2 separate regions of the Danio rerio genome follow, and region 2 is linked to region 1. Evidence: chromatin contacts called from public HiCAR-type data. All regions are on one chromosome and are shown on one strand. The core of a region is the stretch at or near the end of the contact, and the rest is flanking DNA. Distances in the headings are between cores, read along the strand shown.

Region 1 (5,301 bases), core at 485-2,984:
AACAAGACAAAAAATCTAAGCAAGAAAAGCAGTTTTTGCAGTGTAGGGGAAGTTGCGTGAATCTTTTCTTTATTTAATAAATGACTTGCGTCTCAGAAGATGATGCCGACAAGCAATGAATGCGTGGTGGCATTTGAAGGCGTGAGATGCAGATCAAAGATGCTCTTGACAGTTCTGGAGGTCATTAATAATACAATAACACTAATACTGAAATGGTTAAGGCATTATAGAATGACCAAAACTAAATTTCAGATGTTTTACAGTGTGCTTAGCCTGCAGGTTTGTCTATTCACACACATTTTTATCATCACATGGATTCTTATAACAAAATCACATGACTTTTTTAATGCACATACTGGAATTTTTTTCCGTAAAAGTGTTTTCGCTGTAGTTTACGCACATTTAAGTTTATCCTACTCAGTTATGCGCACATGTTTTTTGTGCATATTTAAAATGTGCATAAAAATAGGTGGACGGAAACATAGCTAATGTCCTCCTTCAGTCGTTTAATGCTATGAAACCTGTAGTATCACCTGTGAAATCATCTAAGAAGTCAAATGTCATCGCTTAGAAATTAAACAGCATAAATTGCATAGGATAACTTGCTTTTTTTTTGTACAGAAATAGTTTTAATTTTCCCTTCGAATTGAAGCACAGCCACTAATATAACATTCAAGTACAATTGAATTATTATATAAAACCACATGTAATTAAATTGAAAAAAATTTCAAACAGAAAATAATATATAAAACTATTAATAAAACAATCACAATAAAGTGATGCAAAATAGCTAGAAGTATAATAGTAAACAAACAAACACCTGAATAGCTCTATTTATTAAGGTCAGAGTTTTAATGTTTGTTTATTGTCCAATGAAGATTTGACGATAAGATTATGCATTATATGTGGCACAGATATAAGGGAGATTAGAATGATCACATTATTATATAACATCTAAACAGCCAGTTGTAGTTAGGGTGTGCTGAACTGAAAAATTATCTCTTTTAATTTGTGTTATGTCACTAGAGCGAAACAGACTTTTTAAATCTTTTGTTTTGTTCAGAAAACCTCAAGGATTTAGTCGATACCAACTCATTTTCTACGCATGAACCAGTCATAGATGAGATAGGTGAACGTCATCGTTTTACGCAGTGGGATTTCGTCAGTTTTTAAGGCAACTGTTATCCAATTTCAGTTTATCCATTCTCTGATCCGTTTTGACACTCAAGCCCTTTTGGTGGACTTTTACAGATTTGTCATATATAACGTCTCATATTTGACAGTAGAGACCACAACAAAGATGGCTTTTGTAGCCGCTGTGGACTGATCTGGATGAGTAAGTGACACATCATTCCTCCAAGGCCTCTCCTTTGTTTGCTACCTAAAGCATGATGAAACCAAACCTACTAACCTAAGTCCCCTTAAGTATTTTCCCACCTCAACGTCAATGTAGTCTAATCTACAAAAGGGAAAAACCACCTGAAACCAATGTTGACGTCCACTTAAGACTAAATGTTGGATTGTACAGTGTAGTATGGCTACTTGTTCAAAATTCAGAAGAACTTACAATTGTTATCAAACACGCAACATGACCAGCGCAGCAGTGCCGTCATCTATTTCTTAGAATAGGAAGGTTTACTCCTTACAGCTTCCCACACAGACATTTGCTGGTAGTAATAGTAGTGATGTAATGTCCTGCCGGAGAGTTCCTAAAACAGGACAAGCTTCATTTTTGGTATGTTTGCGTAGCCTATTTTGATGACTGTGAGAGTTAGACTGGTGTAATCACAGAGGGGTGTGTGTGTGTCATTTGGTCCATATTTGTCATGCCGATGTCCAGTGTTTCGGGCTACACCTTGACATTCCAGACATGTTTTAGAAGCAGTATTACACACTCTCAGGGTCTATACTTCTTGAAGTTCTCAAATAGAACCTATTTGATGCACCTGTTCAGGACTTTGAGTCTCTGCTGAGCAGATATGTTAAATAAGGTTTATTTGGATTAGGTAGAGTGTGTGGTGGTGAGGGCCTACAGGAACTGGGTTAGGAAACAGAACTTCAGGTAGATTTACACAATATGGCTTCAGGTCAAGGGTGTGTTTTTTTCCTGCCCCACGGTCAATATGGCAATCATTCAACAAGTGACGTTTTTTGGTTGACAACAATGTTTTGGACATTGACAATTGGTTGTCTTGAGGAAATCTGACATTCACTCTGCTCAGCATTTGTTTATGAACTGAATAATATTCAATAAATATGTATATCGTGCTTAGAATGATTTTACAATTGTATTAAATCACTGCATTTAAATGGAATTGACATGATTAATGCAAAAACATTTCTTACTTTGATTTTTTTGTCTTGTTTCTTGTCTAAATATCTATATTTCAACAAGATTACGTTTTTCACTTACCCCACTGACAGATCATTTCATTGAAACAAGTAAAAATCTCTTAATTTCCACTTATTTCTTCTAACAGTAAAACATGAACATTTTTTCTTGGTCTAAGAATATTCATTTTTTTAAACATATTTCGTAATAGAAACAAGACAAAACAAAGTAAGAAGGATTTATTTGCATTGTGGTTATTTAATTTCTCCACCTGAATATGGTTAGACTCCCTAAAAAACCATCAAATAGTGCTATTCTAACTATCTTGTGAAACTGTATTCATATCGCAATATTAATTGTGCCTATATTGATGCGCTGCTTTACTGGAAACCCGAAAGTATGCTCTTTCCAGTCAGCAGTACTTACTTGATTTTTATCAGTATAATATAACTTCAAACATGTCATCAAGCCATTACTGTGGTCTCTTCCCCATCAGGGCAGTGAGGAATGGAGGACACTCCATCATATTATTGGCAGCGTCATTTGACCTACATATTTACTCCCCAGTTGCCTTGAGCAGTCGAGACCACCCACAGTCAAGTCTTTTTCTAGTGGACACTGATTTAGATTCGGAACTGCATTAACACATTTACATGCTTTGACTGCTCAGCACACACAGGATCGCCCAACTTAGTGTAGTGGGTGCATTTTTTACATCTTCACTCACGGTTTTATTAACAAAATACAGCATAGTTAAATGAGTGATGTGAGAACTACACTTTCTGTGAGAACCAACTTCTCTCACTTCCCCTCTTACATTCTTTCTCTGGATTTATTTTACTTTAATTACCTGTTCTCTCCTACGCGCATGCAGCACTCGAGTTCTTCTAAATTTTATATGCGCTCATACCCGAGTGATGGAAAGATAAACAAGGAACTGATGGAGAGATAAAAGGACAGACAGTGAGTGCCGGAAACCACATTAGACAGAAGAAGACCTAAGCTGACAACCAGAGGGCAAACGTGTCTTCTTATCACAATGAATCTTCACTAAAAGCAGCGGGGATCTAAATGAAGTTTACCCACACTTAATTAGCTTTAATATAAAAACCTGTTTGTTATCTTAAATGAACTGAGTGACAAATCCTGACTCATCCGCATGGAATGGAGGCAATTACCACAAAAAAGTTAATATATTAAATATATTCAGATTAATATTCAGTGCTCATTTCTACTTGGTGAATACTGACATACAATTTTTTTGTTAAAATATTTCAGAAAAGTTATTGAAACTGTATAATTGACTTGAAGGTTGATTCTTGTACAGTTTCCTATTTAGAATAGTGCTCATTCAATGCAAAAATAAAAAATAAAAAAATGGCTTGCAAACACTTTTGTGAATTGTTTTGCGCTACTTATTTTGTCCCACAATTTCTGGAGAGAAAAAAAAAAATCAGGCATCCTTCTAATTGGCCTGTGTTCACACATTGTACAATTGAGTTTATATGGAAAAACTTTAAGTGTACTGGTAAGTATTTTAGGTAAATTTTAGACTTCAAAAGGACTTATGAAGGATCTTGTCATGTGTAGGCATGGGACGATAACCGTTTTCAAGGTATACAACGGTTTGGAAAAGTCGAGATTTTAAAACTGCCAAAATATTGTTATACCTTTCCTAAGGTATGTGTAAGATTTTTTTTAATTTACACTTTTTTAGAACAACAGTATCTCCAGCAAAAAAAATGATCCAAAGATGCCGTTTTTAATTGTAAAAAAAAATCTGTGTTTTACAAACTAATGAAGACCGCAGAAGTCAATGATTCACTTGAATTATTTAGCCTGGCATGTTTACTGCTCTGAAATATTATACATCTTCCAAAAAATAAAATATATTGTTTTCAAAAGGCAAAAAAGTTTTTGTTTTTACCCAGACATTTAAAAAGAATATATTTTAGAGCAGTAAGCACAATACGTGGTATTTTTTATCCAAGGATATCATATCGTCAGAATCTTATACCGGCCCATGCCTAGTCATGTGACACTAAAAATTGATGTCATGCTTCTGTAAATTCAGCTTTACAGTTAAATGTGAAATGATTAGCCCACCTGTTAAATTTTGATTCTTGATTCTAAAGTAATGTTTATGGAGCAAGGCAATTTTCACAGTGTTTCCTATCATCCTTTTTCTTGTTTGGAGAAAATCTGGTTTCTTTTAGTTTTACTGTAATAAAACAATTTTAAGGTCAATATTATTAGCCCTTTAAGATATTTCTTTCTTAAATTGCATTCTAAAATAGTTATTTTAATTTATTTAGTTATTAATTATGTCATTTTGATATAATAAATGCACCATGAACAAGGCTTACCTTTTTTTTTTATTTTTTTTTTACCAAAGTTGTAGGCCAGGGGTGCCCACAATTTTTCGTATGGAAGGCCAAAAACCAAATGTCATTGAGAGCCGGGGGCTGAATCTAACCAAACTATATTACATTAAAGTTGCCATGGTTAATTTCCTAATTTATTTAATAATATTTCAAAAGAAATAGAAAACATTACTTTAAATCATATTAACCAATGCAGTATACCTTTAATTATAACTTAATGCAATAAAAACATAAACAATCGCATTTATAAGACAGTGGAGTTCAATCCTGAATGCACTAGTCAAGCAGAATCTGCCTTTGACTTGATTTGCTTACCAAAGTCTTTGCATTGCTGGGACAGTATGTGCATTTAAACACAATTTGATTAATGTCTGGCATTTAATTGAAACATTTAATTTCAGTTAATTCTTTAAAAATAAAACATTGAAACATCTCTTCTCAGATGGGATGGCGGGCCAAATCAAAGGCTAACATGAGCAGATTTTGGCCCTCGGGCCCTACTTTGAGCATCACTGTTTTAGGCTGTAGTTAACATATTTGGCAAGTATGATAATGAAAGTAACATTGTTCATTGGCTTAGGGCTA
Region 2 (5,493 bases), core at 79-2,578, 130 kb before region 1:
GTGCTAGCATGAAAGCACCCTTAAAGGAATAGTCCACTCAAAAATTATATATTTTTCTCCACTTTTGAATACAAAAGAAGATATTTTGAAGAATATTAGAAACCATAATCATATGAAAGTCAATGGTTACCCTTTTTCAACATCCTTCAAAACATCTTTTTGCATTCAACAGGTTTGAAACCAGTTGAGGGCGAGTTATTTGCAAGAAAATATTTATTTGTGGGTGAACTAATGATTTAATGAAAGTATACAACTCAAGTTGGCAAATATATAAAGGAGAAGAGCCCCTGCAAAAAAAGTAATATTTATCACGGGCTTTCAATCAAGCAGAGTTTTATAATAATCCAGCTTTTGGTGTTTTTTTTTTTTTGTTTGTTTTTTTTTGTGGTGATTAATTTGTAATTGTACTGAGTTTGTCCTTTTATCTTTAAATTTATTTGTTTGTCCATACACCCTGATTGTATAAATGCGCTTTAAAAATAAACTCAAACTTATTTTTTTCCTAATAATAACCAAAAACAATGCTTAAGAATGAAATATGGTTTATAAATGTGATCACAATATAAATACAAATGTGATCAGAAGCACAGCACAGCGCTCTTTCGACATGAACAGCTCATAAGCATTTCACAGTAATCCACACAAACTACAAAATAAAAGCTCAAATGTTTCAGCTTGAAGAAAAACCCTTACATTTTTGAAAGCACAGAAAATGACAATAACCATTACGTTTTAGTAATAATATTAATAACAATAATACTAAATACTAATAATTCTCCTCCTCCTACTCCTAATACTAAAAATAGTGCAATAGTTATAAAAATTTAAAATATTACAAGAGTAAAATGTCTTTATTTAGCCGATTAACTCCCAAATGAGGCTATGCATTTACACCTTCACTATTAAAATGAATGTAAATCCTCCTAATACTGATAACACTAATAATACTAAAAATACAACTGTTATAAAAATATAAATAGTACTAGAGTAAAACGTCTTTACTTAGCCGAATAATTCTCAAATCAGGCTAAATTTACACCTTCACTATTAAAACGAAAGTAAATGCATATCCTGACTCAATCAAGACTAAGGCTCGTTATAAACATGCTTAAGAAAAGTAATAAAGTTTATCACGGTGGCTCCTGACCTCTTTCGTCTCATCAGGATCAGTGTGGTCCACAGTGAGGGACAGATCATTCTGTAGATATTTAAGTGCATTCAAGGGCTCGGTCTGAGCCTTTTCCTCAAACCTGCAAACACACACACACAAGCAGAATACACAGTCAATCAGGAAAGAATGAGTGTCCAGCAGAGGGCAGCAGAACAGTAGAAATAATGTGCACTGATGGAAAACTACTACTGTAATTTAATCACTAACTGCAGTGCTGCATGACACAGCAATTACATAACAATACAGCTGGTTTACATCCAGAGCGGACGGATCAGAGCCAGTTCATAAACTCCCTTTTAACATTAAACACAAAACTATTGAACGTGGAACGGATATCTAAACATTTCCCTAGCTCTGTTTGGAAACAAAGCATCTCGGAAAGGTTTTCTTTGGAGTCAGACCAGGGCACATAATTGAGTAAACATTATTTCTAGGCATTTCAGAAGCTGTGAGGTCAGGTGAAATGTACCGTGTTAAAGTGCGTACCTGTATTTGCGAATGAGGTATTTGCAGTGACGCAGCAGGTATTCTTTGGAAGGGCGGCAGAGCTTTAGGGACCAGAAGTCATCCAGTCGCATTTTGGGAGAGCTGGACTTTCCTGGGTTTCCACCAAACAGGTAATGCACCTGCAGTGTGTATGAGATCGTCTTAATCAAACCCATTGATTAATCAGTGGAAGAATTAAGGAAACAAGCGTTTTATCAGGTCAAACTATCAAATAGAAATAAAATTTTGATTTTGTTATCTCTATAAAAATCTGGCAAAGCATCCTTTCTGATTGGATCGAGAGTAAGGCAAGGAAAGTTTATTTATATAGCACATTTCAAACACAATGGTAATTCAAAATGCTTTACATACACAAGAATAAAAGAATCGAGAAAATAAAAACGATTAAAATAATTAAAATGATTAAAAACAGATTAAAATGCTGAAAAAAAAACTGATTATAAAAGAATGAAAAAAAAGAGAAAGACATAATAGTGTGATCTGTCAGACATAGCACAGTGCTCATTCAGTAAATGCACAGCTAAACAGATGTGTTTTCAGTCTTGATGTGAATGTGCCTAATGTGGGAGCACATCTGATCATTTCTGGAAGCTAATTCCAGCAGCAGGGGCCGTATAGCTGAAGGCGGATTCACCCTGGTTTGACTGAACTCTTGAAATTTGTAGTTTACTTGATCCTAATGATCCGAGTTACCTGTTAGGTTTGTATTCAGTCAGCATATCTGTAATGTTTTGAAGTCCTAGGCCATTTAGTGCTTTATAGACAAGTAATAATACTTTAAAATACATTCTGAATGTAAGTGGAAGCCAAGGACAGTTGTAATGTGCTCTCATTTTATGAGATGCCACCAGATGATGTTTTATAAATTTCATTTTTGAAGGAACATAAAATTAGGATAAAAAAACAAGTTATTCCTTCATAACTAGTGTTTATCAGCGCATTAGTATTAGTTTCAGTCATTTAGTTTAATATGAATGGCTGTTGAACATTTATTAATAACTAGCATCTTTAAACTAGCTATTTAATTTAGAAAATTATAATACGATTTAACCGCCAATTAAAAAATCTATTCAAAATTATTTTATGATGACATTACATATTACTTATGTAGTAATCTAATGCAAAAACACAACATAATATGATTTAATATAAACATCTTCATTTGAATTTTAGTTTTAGTAATTTTCTTCAGTTTTTTTGTGGGGTTATTAGCTTAATATATTTTTTATTTTTAGTTTTTGTTAATCTACACAAGAATGAGAAAATTCTTATGGTCACATTTTATTTTAAGATAGAATTTTCGCTATTAACAAACCATTAACTATGATTTGTAGCTCAATAAACATTTAATGGGGTGTATGCTGAAGGACTTTTAATTTTTCAGTAACCTCAAACGCTTCCAGCGAACTATATACCACGTTTAATGTCTGTTTTCTTTAAAAATCAACAATCTTCACTGCCTGATTGATATACGATATATAATGTAGGTCTCAGAATGTACAAGAAGCACTTAATTAAATTACAACTTTCCTGCACCATGTCTTTAAAATATGAAAAATAATTTTACCCCAGTAATGGAGTTTCTGCAGGATTGCTGATCCTGACGGGCGTATGCGTGTATACAGCTTTCCTTCTGGTTTACGCTTGAACCACTAAATGAATGCTTAGGTCTATTTAACTGATTATATTTTAATCACATTTCAGCATTGATGCTATAAAAGTAACCATATAAATATTAAAAAAGTCACATTAACCAGAAGTTTATCAGTACGGAAACAAACACTAGCTGTACATATACCCTATTCATTAATAGTTAGACATTAGGTATGATTAGGTATGTAGAATAAGATCATGTTGAACTTTAAAAGTGCTAATAAACAGTCAATATCTTAATAATAAGCAGATAATAAGCCACTAGTTAATACTGAATGTAGATACTCAAACTAAAGTACTAAAGTTTTACCTTACTTATTATTTCATGTCCATTTTTTCCAGCCAAGTTAACTTCAGATGACAAAAATGATAGTTAATTTCACGCACGTCTCCTTTGTCTCACACAATCATTTGAGGTCCTGGAGTCTCTGCTAACGAGCTGATGAGTTGAATCAGGTGTGTTTGATTAAGAAGACATGCAGATCATGCAGTGTTTTTGGGCTCCAGGAATGTTGTTAAAAAGCACTGAACTATAATAACCCTGCTTGAGGAGAGCTGAGATTGAAACTTGGGGTTAGATTAAAACCATGATCAACATTACCTTGTGGAGTTCATCGTAGACAAGCTGATGAGCAAACCGAGGACAAGGTTCCTCTTCCTGCAGGGCCTTAGTGGGGTTTTCCTTCACCGCTTGGTCGTTCTTATAAACACAGGACCTGTAAACAAACACACAGTTAGTCTTTCACACTAAACAGCGCATACCGTCCAAGCAAAGTGTACAAACACACGCACCCACCCAAATCGAGTCAAATAAACAAAAAGTGACAGAAAGCAGCAGCAGATCCAAGAGAAAGACTGACTGAGTTTTCTAGAAGCCAACTGCTTCAATTAGTGTACAGAACAAAAGGTTTCTCTCCCCCGTTTAAGTGAAAAACACATTTAATACACGCACACATAAGCGAGAAGAGAACATTCTGTTCCTGTTGGGGAACCACTGACTCCTTTCTGAAGGTCAGACATGCCTGTGAAATCTTTTTACTGACGCTTTGTTTATTATTTTACAGATTACTCCACGAATATTGGCACCCGTTGTAAATATCAGCAAAAAATAAATGAAAAATGTTGATCTTTTGAGTTTTTGTGTAAAATATTTGAGGGATAGTTCACTAAAAAATGAATATTTACTCATTATTTACTCTCTTAACAGTGGTTCCAATTCTTTATAAGTTTTGAACACTTAAGAAGGTATTTTAAAGAAAGCTGAAATCCTGTAACCATTGACTTCCATAGTATAAAAAATAAATATTAAGCCGGTGGTTACAGGTATCTTCATTTGTGTTTAACAAAAAAAGAAACTCATAAAGGGTTGAAAAAAAAATGTGAGAGTGAATTATGGCAGAATTACAATTTTTGGGTGAACTATAACTTTAACATATTAATTGAAGATGCTTGAAATTGCTTGTGAATGAGGAGAGAGGCTTTACTCCTGAAACTCTTTCAAGCAGTCTGTGGTGATGATGAAGGTGCAGTCGGATTGTAGTTCTAGAGCAAAATAACTTCTGCCCTTCTCCAGCTGGGATTCTTGGAGATTTTTTTGTGGCCACTCAACTTTTTGAATAGTTTCTAGTTCAATTATCAAACAATTATTAAAATCAAGAAGCATTTTCTAGACAAGTAAAAACGTGTTTCGTTTTAAGAAATAAGTCATCGAAATCAGCTGCTTTCACCCACCGGTGTGGGTAGACGGGTATGTGACCAGCGCCCCCTGGCTGCATTACCAGATGGCTCCCGCCTTTATCAGACGACAGTATATCCACATCCCCTGTTCTCATTCCCTGTTGCATCCATCTTAATGCATTTTATTTATTTTTTCTAATAGCTATCTTTCGTCTAATCCCTGAAATGTGTGATGTTTTTATTTGGTCAAAGGGGTTCAATTTCACTACATGTAAAAGTGTATGTGACAAATAAAGGCTTAACATCATCATCATCATCAAATTAAGTGTGTTTATTCTTATATATATTATTTTACTTGCCCAAATAGAAAATTAGTTTTCCACGTTAAGGGAAAACTCTTATTTTGACTTATTTCTGAAAACAAAACTATAGGTGCATCCCAAATAGCATGCTTACGCGCTATTCTACGCCATTTTGTACTATAA

The links. HiCAR-type assays count read pairs that join an accessible place to other places.
Region 2: a contact with region 1 is called in a HiCAR-type map of caudal fin, with 6 times the contacts expected there. The contact joins two enhancer-like sites. A contact is called at or near these places in 4 of 18 Hi-C or Micro-C datasets (caudal fin, hematopoietic stem cells, skeletal muscle and 1 more) and 1 of 4 datasets of contacts at active chromatin or transcription factors (caudal fin).

The regions. Positions count from the first base shown.
Region 1 is chr4:12,165,739-12,171,039 of GRCz12tu, reverse strand. It overlaps a transcript of asb13a.2 not described here and a transcript of net1 not described here. Among named protein-coding and RNA genes, the nearest start is that of mir29a-1, 9.1 kb to the left of the region's middle. Within about 2 kb of position 1,734, at least 5 of the 62 cell types and tissues checked have an H3K27ac peak or open chromatin away from gene starts, as enhancers often do. A contact at or near this core is called in caudal fin, where this site is marked.
Region 2 is chr4:12,293,311-12,298,803 of GRCz12tu, reverse strand. mkln1 (muskelin 1, intracellular mediator containing kelch motifs) reads right to left here. Exons shown (of 18, transcript NM_212694.1): 14 at 3,933-4,047; 15 at 1,658-1,797; 16 at 1,148-1,250. Among named protein-coding and RNA genes, the nearest start is that of podxl, 26 kb to the left of the region's middle. Within about 2 kb of position 1,328, at least 9 of the 62 cell types and tissues checked have an H3K27ac peak or open chromatin away from gene starts, as enhancers often do. A contact at or near this core is called in caudal fin, where this site is marked.